Regions from separate parts of the Mus musculus genome. Here regions 1 and 2 are each linked to region 3. A link is a contact called in public HiChIP or PLAC-seq and promoter capture Hi-C data. All regions are on one chromosome and are shown on one strand. Each heading gives the region's core, a stretch centred on a gene start, on an enhancer-like site or on the middle of the called end of the contact. The rest is flanking DNA. Distances are from core to core; before and after follow the strand shown. Region 1 has its middle 17 kb from the start of Gm51712. Region 2 holds the start of Pdcd7 (programmed cell death 7). Region 3 holds the start of Zfp609 (zinc finger protein 609).

Region 1 (2,700 bases), core at 135-2,634, 280 kb after region 3:
GGGGGAGCAAAGGACACCCCAGGTCAGATAGCCCTCCGTTCTTCCCAGAGAGGAACTCAGCTCAAAATCACCCATCAGGCGTGAGCCGGAGGACAGTGGCTCTGAGACACAGGATCTCCATCTGCTCTGACTTTTTCTGGAGCCCGAGGGGGACCCTAGAGTTCTTTATCCTCTTTTAAATGTCTGAGTTCTTCCACAGGATTAAGTAGCTGGTTGGATTTGTGGCATGTCCCTTCCCGCTCTGTGATCTTTGACAAGTTATGTAACCACTTTAGTCCTGATCGCCTTTCTGAAGACCAAAAGTATACTATCCACCTTTGGTTTGAGGATAAAAGGAGGCCGTATCTGACCTGCTCCTGGGCAGTGCTGGCACAGGGCCTTCAGGAAGCAGTGATTTCTTTTGCCACTGTATTTTTTTTTTCCAAGATAAGGTTTCTGTGTGTAGCCCTGGCTATCCCGAAACTATTTCTGTAAACCAGGCTGGCCTTGAACTCACAGAGATCTCCCTGACTGCTAGGATTAAGGAATGTGCCACCACTGCCCAGGCATGCCACTGTACTATCAAAGCTCGCCTCAGGAGAGCCTGTCCTCCTCAGGCTGCCTGGGAGTCTCTGTCAGTCACAGAAAGTCTACAAGCCGCAGATGGAGCGTAGCTGGCAAAGTGTCTGCCTGGCATGCACAAGTCCTTGGGCTCTGTTTCTAGCACCATGTAAAACCTGTGCAGCAGGACTGCAAGCCCCATGATCCCAGTGTTTGGGAGGTAGAAAAACTGACAAGTGTGGGGCAGGACCGCAGATGCCTGCAATGTAGGGCGCCTGCAATGTAGGATTCTAAATGAGACACAGTGATGGGGCACAGATAAATACTTGCTTCACAAATGTGAGGCCCGGGAGGTGGGTGGTCTCTGAGTTCAGTTCCAGCACTGGGGGAAGGAGTGGAGAGGAAAGAAAGAAACAAAATCAAGGAGAAAAAGTATCCTAGCTACATTTTATAAATGGAGAGACCAGGGCAGGATCTGGGCTCCAGCCACACAAGAGGCACTAGCTGCATTCACCTCTCCCCATCAGAACACTGAGCCCAGTCCTGCCAGTTGTACTTTGGTAGTAAGAGCTCCACACATCAACCAACTGTTTCCCTCCATCCAGGCCTGGAATCGGGAAACAAGGGACAGGAATTGTCCTTCCTGACATCCACTGGCAGGCCTTGGCTTCCTGAAATACAGCTGTGACAGCAGCTTCAGGATTTGCAAGGACATCTACATTCATTTAAAAAAAAAAATACAATCTATGGGGCTGGGGATGTGGCTCGGCTGGTAGGGTGCTGGCCTCTGATGCCCTGCCTTGGATGTGATAACCCAGCACAGCACAGAGCTACGAGTGGTGAGTCATGTCTTGTAATGCCAGGGCTCACGGAGTTCAGTGTCACTGTTGGCTGTGTAGCAAGTTGGAGGCCAGCATGAGACCTTGTCTCGAAAGATTTAAAAAAAAAAAGCAAAAACAACAAAGAATAACAGGCTACAGGGCGCTCCTGAAACACCGGGGCAACCGCTGGCAGGGCTTGGTGATTTCTGTGACTACAGGGAGGAAAGCTAATGAACTTTTCTGAAGGCTATGGAAATGCAGATAGGCTGTCAGCCTCCCCAAGAGACTGGATCTTTCTGGGCCCATGGCCCTGCCCCATGGTAAGTTCTAGACTAGCAATTGCAGAAAGATGGACAGGGCTGGTTGGCAGCACAGGGAATACACCCACTCCAAGTGTGTCAGCTGCAGGCATCCGCGTCAAGCGCAAAAAGACCCCTGCTGGATTTGGATTGCCACCGGCCAAGGAGACACTGGCCCAGAGATGATGAGAGATCTCCCAACAGGCAAATAGCACGTAGCAGAGCAGAGTGAGGAATGCAAGCATCTGGGAAGCCACAGGCTCTGCCCCAGTGCTGTATCCACCCCTTCAGATCAGAGCTTTCATCTCCTGCTGCCTCCTGAGCTCTGCTGTGCTTGCCAAGGCCAAGTGTGCAACTCACACCTAAAGCAGAAGTAGGCCTGGTGCTTGCTTCCTCAGTCCACTTCCTGTTTGGAGTTCAGTGCAGTCACTTCCAGCTCTTCTTACCTAGATCGAAAGACTCTCCCTCCAAGGGCATGTCTTGGTGTGTGATTTAGGAAGACTGCATATGTGGCAGAACCTACTGGTTATGTGGCTCTCCCCATCTGCCTGAAATCTCACCACGAAAGCTATTCCTTGGTATCATTTCCCCCTTGGAATTCCTGATACTTGAGACACCTCGTGTAGCCATGGGCTGTGGAAAAAACTTCACAGTTTATGAAATACGTTCCCAGCTGATTAGGAGGGGGCGGTTTTTGTTCTGAGATAGTTTCATGTGCTTCAGGCTAGCCTCAAACTTACTAAATAGCCAAAAATGACCCCAAAGTACTGCTCTTCCTACTTCTGCCTGTCCACGGTACCCATCATGCTGAACTGTGGGTCAGTCCTAGGGTTTCCTGCATGGCAGACAAGCACTTTACCAACTGAATTGCACTCCTCATCCCCAAACAGGCTTTTAAAAGTATATTTACAGCTGTGTCAGGTAACTCATCCCTATAATCCCAGCATTTGGGAGTTAGAGGCAGGAGCGTCTGCTAGCTCAAAGTCATCCTTGTATATGGAAAACAGCTTGGGCTACAAGGGAATTAGACCTTTTAAAAG
Region 2 (2,700 bases), core at 140-2,639, 480 kb after region 3:
CACCTGATCCAGACAGACCCACTCCACCGGATACACTGGTATTCATAGTATCAAACCAAAACAAATGAACCCGGGAGAGAACTATTATCAACCTCATCAGCCAATTATGTTATAAAGGTTTCTAGGTGTGGTCCAAGTCCTCTACATTTGCATGCTTTAGGACAGTATAAAAGATACTGCTCTGCATCTTCAGTAAGTGGATCCAACTTTGAAGCAGGACACAAGAGGTGTGTCCTCCCAGAAATGCACCAGTGTAAACCTGTCGCGTGTTTAAGGGACTTTATAGTCCAAATTCTAGAGTTTTATGCACCACACATCGTCAACAAGGAATACAGAGCAAAGAAGTGGCAAAGGCTAGCTTTCGCGGATAAGCATACAAGTTAACTAGCACGCAGATTCGAGTTCCAGACACCACAGCTCCAACCACCGAGCGCATACTGGTTCTCACCCGCTTCTTTTCCTCCACTTCCTGCACGCACTTCACCCTCCAGCGGTCAATCTCCTGCTCCCGTTCCGTGGCCTGCGCGGCCTCCGCCTCCCGCTCAGCCTCCCGATCCCGGGCCCTCTCACGAAGCCGCAGCCGGCGGCGCCGGACCCTCTCCAGCCTCCGTCGCGCCTCGCCCACATAGGCGGCCTGGGCCAGCGGCTGCAGCCGCTCCGCTAGCTCCGCTCGTAGTGGCGCCGCCTGAGCGTGCAGGGAGGCCCAGGCTGCTCCGTCGGCCTCAGCCTCGCGCAGGGACTGCCCCAAGCTGCGTAGCCGCCGCACCAAACGCAAAGCGGAACGCAACCGCGCGCGGACTTCACCCAGGCTGGGCCCGGCGGGTGTGCGCGGGGTCCGGAGGCCACCGGGCCGCCGGGGGTTCCCGAACACCGCCTCCAGCCACTGCCGATCACGCAGGCGCTGCAGGGCCGCGTCTCCGAGCACGTCGGGCGGCGGCGGCGCCTCCGCCCAGCGCGGGCTCCAGGGCGGCCCGGGACCTGGAGGCGGTGGCCGTGGACGCTCGACGGCGTCGGGCCCCGGGAAGGGCCGGCACTGCGGCGGCGGCGGCGGCAGCGGTGGGGGTGGCACCGGGAAGAAGGCGCCGCCACCGCCACCGCCGCGGGAGGCCTCGGCTGGCGCGCGGGGCTGCAGGGCCAGCGGAGGCTGGAGGAAGGGGGCGGAAGCCCCCGGGAAGGGGCCGGGTCGCTGGGGAAGGGGCGGCGGGAAAGCCGGAGAGGGCAGCGGCGGGGGCGGACAGCCGAATGGAGCGGAAGGCGGTGGCTGCGGAGGGGGAGGTCCCTGACGGCTCTGGGCGAAAAAAGGTGGCAGAGCCATGTCTGTAGTGCAGCGGTTGGGAGCAGTGACAGTAATCTGGGAACTTCTTTATCCGGGTTCCAGGAGGAAGTGACGTGTATAACGTGCGACCGGTGCTTGACTCACTTCCCGGAAGCGAGGCGTAGTGCAGGACCTTGGTTTGTCGTGCCAGGAAGCTTGAACCTTCCCAAACCACCAAGGATCCGTCTCCGATGTTAGGGTTTATTTCGGGCTCAGGCTCGGGCTCTCCTCCAAATCGACCTTAACACAGCAGGACAGAAAGAGAAGGCGGAGCAGCCCTGAACCCTCAGTAGAACAAGTTTTTATAGAAAAATAAAAGCTGAAAGGAAATAAAACTTGAGACATGTGATTCATGTAATTTATGTCAAATAGCCCAAAGAGTTGTTTGTGAGCTTTGAAACCTGGGGCTGAGAACATAGCAGAACAGGCCAGGACATGCCCCCCTATCTCCCGCCCTTCTGACAGTCTGTTGATGTTTAAATGAACCAATCATGTGAAACCTCGCCAATTCCTCCCCCAGCCCCATCCCTTTTCTATAAAAATCCCTAGCTTCCAAGCGTCAGAGTCGAAACCACTGTCTCCTGTGTGAGATACGTTTCGAACCGGAGCTCTGCCATTATGGCTCCACCATGTGGTCGACACCTCTGTCTCCTGAGGGAGATATATGTCGGCCCGGAGCTCCGTCATTAAACTACCTCATGCTTTTACATCAAGATGGTTGTCTGTTCGTGATTCTTGGGTGCGCTCCGAATGGAAATTGAGTGGGGGTTTCCCCACTAGGTTCTTTCAAAGCGAGGGAGGGGTTGTCCAGTCTGGCAAGCATCTAATAGAATGACTATAAGCCAATAGTTGGGTGCCCTGAATCGTGCATTTGATCACAAACAGTTTGAAAGTACATCTGAAACAATCAAACTAATCTTTGATTAACTGTTGCTAGGAAGTAGCTAGGGATTAACTCTGGCCAAGGACAAGCCATGGGGTCCTTTCTGGTATTTTGGTGCAGCTTGAGTTCTGCTTTTTTCTTTTCTTGAAGATGGAGGCTGGTCCCAAGATGGAGTAGGTTTGGCCTCTCCAATTCAGTCTTGAATTCAGAAATCCTGATGATTGTTAACGTTCTAGAGGGACTAGAGACACGGTCTGAAGCTCCGGCTAAGATCTGAAAGACAACAAAAAGTTATGAGAGGAACACAGGATGGAAGCAGCAGGTACTAGTGATTTGCAGTATGTCTGCTGGGGGTCGAAAGAATGCAGGGTGTAAAACACAGAAACACAAAGAGAAGCTAGGTGGTCTTGGAGAGATAGATGTTACAGTGTCCATATGTCATATTGATAGAACCTAGTGGGGAAACCCCCACTCAATTCCCGATTTGGTGTGCACCCAAAAC
Region 3 (2,700 bases), core at 144-2,643:
ACTATCCAATAAAACTATCTATGGACCAAGAGGGAATTACTTTTTCCTAGACTAGATGGGCTTGGGCTTAGCGTTCATCTTTAAGCTGTCAGCTCTCCCACCCTCCTTTTCTTTCTGTGAAGATAGCAAAGTTATGACTCACTCGATCTCTAAGTCACATGCTACTGTGAATGGCACCAGTGAAGAGTGCCCTTAGGATAAGAGAATAAAGGTAACTGCATAGCTGAATAAAATGGTCTCAGACACAGGAAGGGCATGATGGGGGTTCTTGAGAATTGGATAAACATTGGTTTGCTATGGTAGGAGGTGGAAGTCTTAGGTCATGAAGCAGTTTCGTAAGCAACTGGTGGGAGGGCTCAATTTCACAAGAACAGAATGTCTGCTGTGTAGATGGTGTGCTGGGCAACCTTAAGATAGGTAACAGATTTAAAAGTCACAATCTATAGTGACAGAATGGTGAGATGGAGTGCAGAAACGGGCTCAAGGTTAAAAAGCAGTAAGATTTAGTGATACTGGATGTTGAGGTGGAAAGGGACACAGGTACTCTAGAGGAAAACAAACGATAATCAAAGAAAAACTGAAGACATTGAATAAAAAAGGAGTTTGAGGGCCAGTGAGATGGCTCAGTGGGTAAAGATGCGCGCTGCTAAGCCTAAGGATCTAAGTTTGATCCCTAAAACCAAATGGTGGAGGGAACGACTCCTGCAAATTGTCGGCTGACCTGCAAACGTGCGCCACGACACGTGTCCTGTCCCCCCCAACCCCCACCCTAAATTCTTTACTTAAAATAGTTTGCCGAACTAAGCGGCAAAATGGATGAGACAGTTAAGAGCTGTGCACTTGTCTTCTGTTCTTTGTAGAAAGGTTCATGTTCAGATCCCATGATCTTTCCTCTTTCCACGATAGAAAACATCTGTATTTAAGAGCTAACGCTTCTCCAGAGACTTTTCGGTGAGAAGTCTTATCCAGCCAGGAATCTGCACGAGGAGAGAGCATTGGGTTCAAACTGTCCAGCCCGGTCTTCTGAGCTTATCTTAGTTTCGACCCGCCCGCCAGGTTTTCCAGCATTCTTTTCTCAGGGCTCGCAGCTACCGCGCATTTAGAGACCCAGGACTTAGCTCCTGCATCCAGGTTCCGGGTTTCCTCGTGCACTCGCCCGCTCCAGACTCCATAGCGCACGGAATCCGGATCCGAGAGCACGAGAATCCAGTGTCCAGGTCTTCCAGGCTGCCCTGGTTGTCCCGGATCGCGGCGGCGGCGGCGGCGGTGGCGGCGGCGGCGGCGGCGGCGGCGGCAGCTGAGGGACCCGCAGCCCCGGACACAGCGGCCCCGGCCAGGCGGGGCGGAGCGGCGCGGGGAGGGGCGGAGAGCCGGGGCGGGGAGGGGGAGGGGCCGCGGCCCAGATGGCGGCCCGGGACGCGTAGCAGTGGTGGCTCTGCGGCCCGGGGCCCCGGGCGGGCGGAGGTGGCGGCTCCCGGGACCGGCCGCGCGGTGAGTCTAAGCTTTGTGTGGAGCCGGGGCTGGGAGGGGGAGGCGACTCTGGGGGAGGCCCGGCGCCGAGGGGCGCGGAGGGCGCCGGAGCAGCGGCGCCCGGCGGAGGAAGTGGGGGTTGGGGGGGCCGGGGCGGAGCGAGGGGAAGGTGTGTGCGGGGAAAGCGGGGTCGTTGCGTGGGTGGGGGAGGGGGCCTGAGGTGAAGTTCAAAGCATGGCCCGGGCGGTTCGGGCTGAGGGTGGCGGTGCCCGGGATAGTCTCTGATTTGGCCAGGTGGTAGGGGCAGGCCAGAGAGTTTTCGGAGGCTCTGCCGAGGGAGCCCCGGGGCGACTGGGGCTCGTTAGGGACTCAGGGGAGCGTCGGGAGCGGAGGGTTGAAAGCAGGACGTGTGCGCGACCCGGGAAAGGAGAGCAAGGTGGCTGGGAGCGTGCAGGCAGTAGGTTGTGGGTGTGTGCGCCTTTCCAGTCTTAGGTCACATTTTACTCCTGTCCTTTTCTTCAAGATGGAGGGATCCCTAGGCCTGGACTTTAAACTGCTGTCCCTGTATCCCCGGGAGGGTTTGAGACCCTGTCCTGTTTGGAAACCCCATGCTGCCCTCTTTTCCCTTTATGTGTAATTACGGTTGGATCATCTCTCTGCTTGGTTCAGATTCTCCTTCCTCCCTCTGGGGCTGAGGAGGAGGAGACACATCTGACCAATTAATGTGTGTTTGTGAAACAGGCAGCGGCAAACAGTCATTTCGGCTTCTAGGAATTAGGCTCACACAGGGTGGAGAGAGCAGAGCCCTTCAGGGGGAATATTTCTGAACAAATCACAGATGATTAAATTCTCTCAGAAACCGCTTCCTACCTAAATGAGAGTGGGAAAGATGGGGGAGAAAGCCTGTCTGTTTCCAGCCATGTGTCCAGAGCCCCAGGGGTTGAGGAGAGTCCCTAAGCCCCCACAGGCCTCTCTTTTCTGTATTAGGCTTTGCTCTGCAGCCTTGAGTTAATTTCACCCCTGCTGCTTTGTCTTGGGGGAGGGAGTGCTGGTTTAGGCTGTTGTGAGAGATGACTGTTCTGCTGCCACACAATAGTCGTGTCATTTTATCGGGAGTGCTACCCCAGGGCTGAGAACTGTTGCAGCAGAGATAAACCGGTCCCTCTCACTCGCCTATTGTGTACACAGTGAAGGTCATAGGTTCAAGTCTTGTCTGAGAGCTTTGGATAT

The links. Promoter capture Hi-C pulls out the DNA fragments that hold promoters and counts their contacts. HiChIP or PLAC-seq counts read pairs in DNA pulled down with a chosen protein or histone mark.
Region 1: an H3K27ac HiChIP or PLAC-seq map of microglia shows a contact between it and region 3, with 5 times the contacts expected there. The contact joins the enhancer-like site here to the promoter of Zfp609 in region 3. A contact is called at or near these places in 1 of 15 datasets of contacts at CTCF or cohesin (CD8 T cells), 1 of 484 Hi-C or Micro-C datasets (spermatogonial stem cells) and 4 of 115 datasets of contacts at active chromatin or transcription factors (embryonic limb bud, memory CD8 T cells, microglia and 1 more).
Region 2: a contact with region 3 is called in a promoter capture Hi-C map of erythroid cells, with 35 times the contacts expected there. The contact joins the promoter of Pdcd7 here to the promoter of Zfp609 in region 3. A contact is called at or near these places in 5 of 39 promoter capture datasets (erythroid cells, hippocampal neurons, liver and 2 more).

What each region holds. Positions count from the first base shown.
Region 1 is chr9:65,545,150-65,547,849 of GRCm38.p6, reverse strand. No RefSeq gene overlaps it. Among named protein-coding and RNA genes, the nearest start is that of Gm51712, 17 kb to the left of the region's middle. Within about 2 kb of position 1,384, at least 167 of the 459 cell types and tissues checked have an H3K27ac peak or open chromatin away from gene starts, as enhancers often do. A contact at or near this core is called in memory CD8 T cells, microglia and pancreatic cancer cells, where this site is marked.
Region 2 is chr9:65,344,757-65,347,456 of GRCm38.p6, reverse strand. Pdcd7 (programmed cell death 7) reads right to left here and starts at 1,389. Exons shown (of 5, transcript NM_016688.2): 1 at 449-1,389. The coding sequence starts at 1,315.
Region 3 is chr9:65,826,257-65,828,956 of GRCm38.p6, reverse strand. It overlaps Zfp609 (zinc finger protein 609), which reads left to right and starts at 1,393. Exons shown (of 10, transcript NM_172536.3): 1 at 1,393-1,491. It overlaps Trip4 (thyroid hormone receptor interactor 4), which reads left to right. Exons shown (of 14, transcript NM_001357872.1): 14 at 1-30.